Regions from separate parts of the Pan troglodytes genome. Here region 2 is linked to region 1. Evidence: chromatin contacts called from public HiChIP or PLAC-seq data. All regions are on one chromosome and are shown on one strand. The core of a region is the stretch at or near the end of the contact, and the rest is flanking DNA. Distances in the headings are between cores, read along the strand shown.

Region 1 (2,784 bases), core at 198-2,697:
AAACCACTAATGCTCTATTATCTAGGAGGCTCTGTAGCCTTGGTATGCATCTTACTGGGGCCAGCTGATGATGAGGCATTTTAAGTTCGTTTTAAAATGTTCCCATGTTGCAGATCATCCAGCTGATCTCCTTATGACCAAGCACTCTCTCTTAATTCCAGGGTCTATGCCTGCATGTTTTTACCATCACTTCAGAATCAACCACTGTCTATTGTCCAGGACCAAGAAGAAGAGCAGTTGCTGGCTTCTGAATTCACTTGTCCCACATGCAAATGAAGTAAGGCACTCTATATAACAAATGTCCAGCACATAATATATCTCAAAACACATTTGTTAATAAGTGAAATTTGATGAGAACAGTGGTGGGATAACTGGGTCTCCACAAAGCACACAGTTACAGACTCATGCCCAAAGTCAAAAGAACCTATACTGTATTCTCTGTGCAAGCTGCAGTTGTATTTCAACAAGAACAAAATAACGGTCACATCGAGTTATGTTGATTCGTATTTTCTTGGTTTGTAGCTTTATTTAATGCATGTTTAGGTTTTATGGTTGTATAAGCACTATAAATATAAACAGCTTCTACTCAGTTTTGTTTGCATTAATTTTGTTTGCATAAAATTTGTCATCACTGGGGTTCCAAGATAAGTTTTGTCCCTTTAAGACGGAAGGGTACATCACTCAAGTTTGAGAACACTGTCACGTACTGCTGGCAAACAGAATGTCACTTTTATACTGCAACCCCGCTCTAATCACCCTCCTCTTCCCCGAGCCCAACCCAGAGCTGGAAGCTAGCGCCCCTTGAGGCTTACCTGCAGGGCAATTTCCTTCTTCCTGCTGCCCATGGCTCTGTAAAGAAGACGAAGCCCTGTTACCGCGGCCGTGGGCCGTTCCCCCGCAGCCTCGCGACAAACCGCTGCGTGGATCAGCAAGCCCAGAGCCTCCTTCAGACAAGCCCCCCTCCTACGGCCCCCGGCCCCTTTTTAAGGTGCTTCTAACTGGCGGCAAATCAACACACTGATACAAAGTGAACACCCCACGAGGAAGCGGAGCCTGCAGTCCACGGGCTCGTGGCTCGCCGGGCGGTTTTCTGGGGATGTGCGAAGCCCCCTCCCCACCCCGGAGCCGGCCAGGGGGCGCGCGCAGAGGCCGGAGTCAGTGCGCCGGGCGCGGTGCAGCCTGTCGGGCACAGGGTCGCCAGTCGAGGAATTCTGACAAAAAAAACGACATGGGACCCTGTTATCCCTGCTGTTCTTATGGATTACTGGGAAACTGAGCCACTGCGAACGACAGGTACAAGATCTTCGACGCGCCCGGAGTCACCAACCGAGTCTGCAGCGACCTAGCCGCGGTCGTCATGGCAACCTGGCCCCCCCGCCAGGCCTGCCAGGAAAGCCGGCGGACACGTAAGCCACGCCCACTCTGGGCCCAACGCAGTCTCTCCGCGGAGGCTCTGAACCCAGCCAGGGAGAGGCAGGAGGGAGTCCCGCCCCTTGCCCTCCATATCGGACCATAGGAACCCACTCATTGGCTGCAGCGTTTGTCAGCGTCTGGAGGTTTGAACCCACCAAGCAAAGACCCAGTGCATCTGTGCGTTGCACAGTCGCATCTGTGAATCCCTGCATCCCTCCTGCCCTGCCTGCCAAGACTGATGTGCAGCTTTTCTACCATCACATACCGGTATAATGTGTGCAAGGTGGGGGGTGTCTCCAGGTTTTGAGGGGTCTGCAAGCGTTCTCTTTAAGGCAAAGAATATGAAATTACAAATTCAAAATTAGATATGAAAGTCAAGTGAGACACATACAAAACAGTTACAGACATTGTAGATATTAATCCAACTGTATCAATAACCACTTTAAATGTGAATAATCTGATTACACCAATTAAAAAAGAGATTGTCAGAATGGATTTCAAAAACAAAGCCCAATCGTGTGTTATCTACAAGAAAATACATTAAAAGCAAAAGGATAGAGAAAGCTATACCAGGCTGACACTAATTAAAAAAATAGCTGAAGTAGGTATGTTAATTTCAAGAAAAGCAGACTTCAGAACAAGGAAATTTATCAGGTATAAACAGGGACATTACATAAAGTTAAAGGGATCAGTTATTTGGGAAGACATAACAATACTTAATATGTATGTACTTAAAAACAGAGCACCGAAATATGTGAGGCAAAAGAAGATAAAACTGCAAGGAAAAATAGGTAAACTCAGTATTATAATAGAATGCTTTCATACCATTTTTAAAAAGTAATTAATACATCCAGCAGAAGCAAATGAGCAAGGATATAGTTGAACTGAAAAAAATATATGAAATTGATCTAATTGACATTTATACAATATTTAGCTCAACAACAGCGGAATATAGATTCTTTCTCAAGCTCACATGGGACATTCACTGAGATAGACCACAATCTAGGCCCTAAAACATAGCTTAACAAATTTAAAAGGATAGAACAAAGTCTGTTCTCTGACTACAATAGAATTAAACTAGGAATCAATCACAGCTGATGAAAGAGATCTCACAGATTTAAATAAATGAAGAAATATTCCATGTTCATGGATAGGAAGAATTAATATTGTTAAGATATCAATTCTTCCCAAGTGAAGCATACACCAAATGATTTCCATCCAGGGAGTGCTGATACCCTGTTTGGCCATGAGGTACCCAGCAACCCTCTGTGAAGTACAGGGCGATGGGTATACTGGAGACCGAACATCTTCCTACCTGTCATCCTACCTTCTCCCACTCCAGCTCCGAATCCACCTACTCTTTTCTTGCAT
Region 2 (2,971 bases), core at 472-2,971, 160 kb before region 1:
AAATTGTAAGAAAAAATGAAGAGACTACAAATAGTGTGTGAGGTCTTTGCAATGATATTAGCTAGTGCTTAAAACACTAGATGAAGGGCATATTTTCATGATCAACCATTTAATAATTAACTATCTTAATTAAATTTTCACGATTAAGTATTTAAATTAATGACATTCTCCAAACACCATACATGTCAAGACACAGTCCAACTAACGCAAATCCTGATAAGCTCTTCCATCCCAGGAAAAAAAATTATCCACAAACACAATCACATACCTAAATAATAAATGTTTGGTGCCACCCAGCCACCATAGGGTAACTCTTGCAAATGATTTGAGGCTTCATGGTTTCCCCCAATGAACAGTGTGAGAACTGGGGCCTTTTTCTCTCCAGAGTAATACCTAGAACATAAGAGCAAAGTCAGTTACCACAATTAGGCATAGCAGAAAAGCAAATGAGTTCCAAAAAAAAAAAAGAAACTGAGTTCATCATAAAAAGTTAAAAAGCTCTTTCAAAAGGAATTGCCTGGGGCTGGACGCGGTGGCTCCCTCCTGTAATCCCAGCACTTTGGATGGCCGACACAGGCGGATCCCCTGAGGTCAGGAGTTCGAGACCAACCTGGCCAATGTGGTGAAACCCCGTCTCTACTAAAAATGCAAAAATTAGCTGGGTGTAATCCCAGCTACTCGGGAGGCTGAGGTGGGAGAATCGCTTGAACCCAGGAGACGGAGGTTGCAGTGGGTCAATATCGCGGTACTGCATTCCAGCCTGGGCAACAAAGCGAAACTCTGTCTCAAGAAAAAAAAAAAAAAAAAAGGAATTGCCCAGTATCCATCCTTGCCCTTAGGAATGAAGAGCTTCCACCTTGAGCCTCAAGTCAGTGCCCGTTCAATTAAGTCAAGAACTGTTTCGAGTTCATTGCCATAACCTCATCTTCTAGAACCACAACAAGCACATAGCAGGCGCCCAGTAAAAACTTCAGGATCATTGAATGAACTAATTCCAGAGTCCTATCAAGTACAAGGTAGCTATCTAAACCTGTCAGCTTCTTCCTCCAGGTTATCCCCTCCCAGGCTTCGATACCCTGTGAAATGGATAAGATGTGTATGGAAAGAAGCAAAGTGACATTTCCTAAGCACCTAATGAGATAGGGTGCTAGTGAAACTGACATAATTTGGTACCTAACTGAATACAGTACCTAACTGAATACATTTCCCGCCTCCCACTACCTCACCCCTGTATTCAGTTAGGCACCAATTAGAGACACAGAGCGAACAAAGACAGGATCTAAGGGAAACAGGCAGCCAGTGGCAGAGGGAACCCAGTCCCACCCCCCCACCGCCAAGTCCGGGCCCGGCCGCGTCCTCACCTGTAGAAGGTTTGCATGTGACGATACTTGGGCGGCACGGCCATGCAGCGTAGATCCGCCTCGTTGCGCACCGCCTGGAAGTCGCCGCAGCACAGCAAGAGGTCGACAGGCCCCGGGCCGCGCCGCTCTGCCAGCGCCAGCGTCTCATAGATCTTATCCAGCTCGCCGTGGCAGCAGCCAGCCACAGCCACCCGCATTCTGCCGGCCTGAGGAGGTAAGATGAGCGCTGCCTGCAACGCCCTACACCACAGCCAGCCCAGGACCGACTGATCGCTCAGCTCCCGCCAACTTTAATAAGTAGAGCCACCGCCTGGGTGTAGACGCCTGCAAAATAATTCACTTCCGGTTTCCAGATCTCGCGAGAGAGGGACCGGGAAGGTCAAACCTAATTCTGGGATCCCAGGGAACTTATTTTCTTTTTTTCCTTTTTTCTTTTTTTTAATTATTGTTTTATGCAGTCAATATCTTTTTGTATATACATCCACAAATGTACTCTTTCCATCCTTACTCTTTTCTTCCTGGATTTCCATTTTTCTCTTTGGAATCATTTTTCTTCTGTCTGAAGAGCTCAGTTTAAGTTTTCCTGTTTGTTTACTGTAGGCCGACGACAGATTAATTTTTTTCTAGATATTTGTTTGTTTAAAAATTTCTTTCCACTCTGGGGAAAATGGTGAAACCCTGTCTCTACTAAAAATACAAAAATTAGCTGGGCGCAGTAGCGCACGTCTGTAATCACAGCTACTTCAGAGGCTGAGGCAGGAGAATCCCTCAAACCCAGGAGACGGAGGTTGCAGTGACCTGAGATCGCGCCCCTGCACTCCAGCTTGGGCGACAGAGCGAGACTCCGTCTGAAAAAAAAAAAAAAAAAAAAAAAAGAGAGAGACAAAAGAGAAAGAGAGAGAGAAGAAAAGAAAAGAAGCCAGTGTGCTGGCTCACACCTGTAATCCCAGCACTTTGGGAGGCTGAGGCGGGCGGATCACGAGGTCAGGAGTTTGAGACCAGCATGGCCAACATGGTGAAACCCTGTCTCTACTAAAGATACAAAAAATTAGCTGGGCGTGGTGGTGCACACCTGTAATCCCAGCTACTTAGGAGGCTGGGGCAGGAGAATCGCTTGAACCCAGGAGGCAGAGGTTGCAGTGATCTGAGATCGTGCCATTGCACTCCAGCCTGGGTGACAGGGTGAGACTCCGTCTAAAAAAAAAAAAAGAAAAACAAAGAAAGAGATGTCTTTGTTTCACCTTAATTCATAAAGGGTGTGTTTACTGAGTACTGAATACCAGTTAAGCAGTGTGTGTGTGTTTTGTTTTTTTTTTTTTTTTACAAAGCATTTCAAAAATAGCATTCTATTATCTTCTGGCTTGCATTATCTTCTACTGAGAAGTCACCTATAAACTTAAGGTTTTTTTTCATTGAAAGTAATGTGGGTTTTTTGTTTGTTTGTTTGTTTTTTGTTTTTTTGAGACAGTCTCTCACTCTGTTGCCCAGGCTGGAGGCGGTGGCACGATCTCGGCTCACTGAAACCTCCGCCTCCCCAGTTCAAGCGATTCTCCTGCCTCAGCCTCCCAAGTAGCTGGGATTACAGGTGCACACCACCATGCCCAGCTAAT

What was found. HiChIP or PLAC-seq counts read pairs in DNA pulled down with a chosen protein or histone mark.
Region 2: a contact with region 1 is called in an H3K4me3 HiChIP or PLAC-seq map of stem cell-derived excitatory neurons, with 6 times the contacts expected there. The contact joins the promoter of DBR1 here to the promoter of NME9 in region 1. A contact is called at or near these places in 2 of 7 Hi-C or Micro-C datasets (induced pluripotent stem cells and stem cell-derived neural progenitor cells) and 1 of 1 datasets of contacts at active chromatin or transcription factors (stem cell-derived excitatory neurons).

The regions. Positions count from the first base shown.
Region 1 is chr2:141,541,881-141,544,664 of NHGRI_mPanTro3-v2.0_pri, forward strand. NME9 (NME/NM23 family member 9) reads right to left here and starts at 1,448. Exons shown (of 12, transcript XM_063807225.1): 1 at 1,328-1,448; 2 at 813-849. The coding sequence starts at 1,359.
Region 2 is chr2:141,382,045-141,385,015 of NHGRI_mPanTro3-v2.0_pri, forward strand. DBR1 (debranching RNA lariats 1) reads right to left here and starts at 1,722. Exons shown (of 8, transcript XM_526319.7): 1 at 1,362-1,722; 2 at 269-393. The coding sequence starts at 1,558.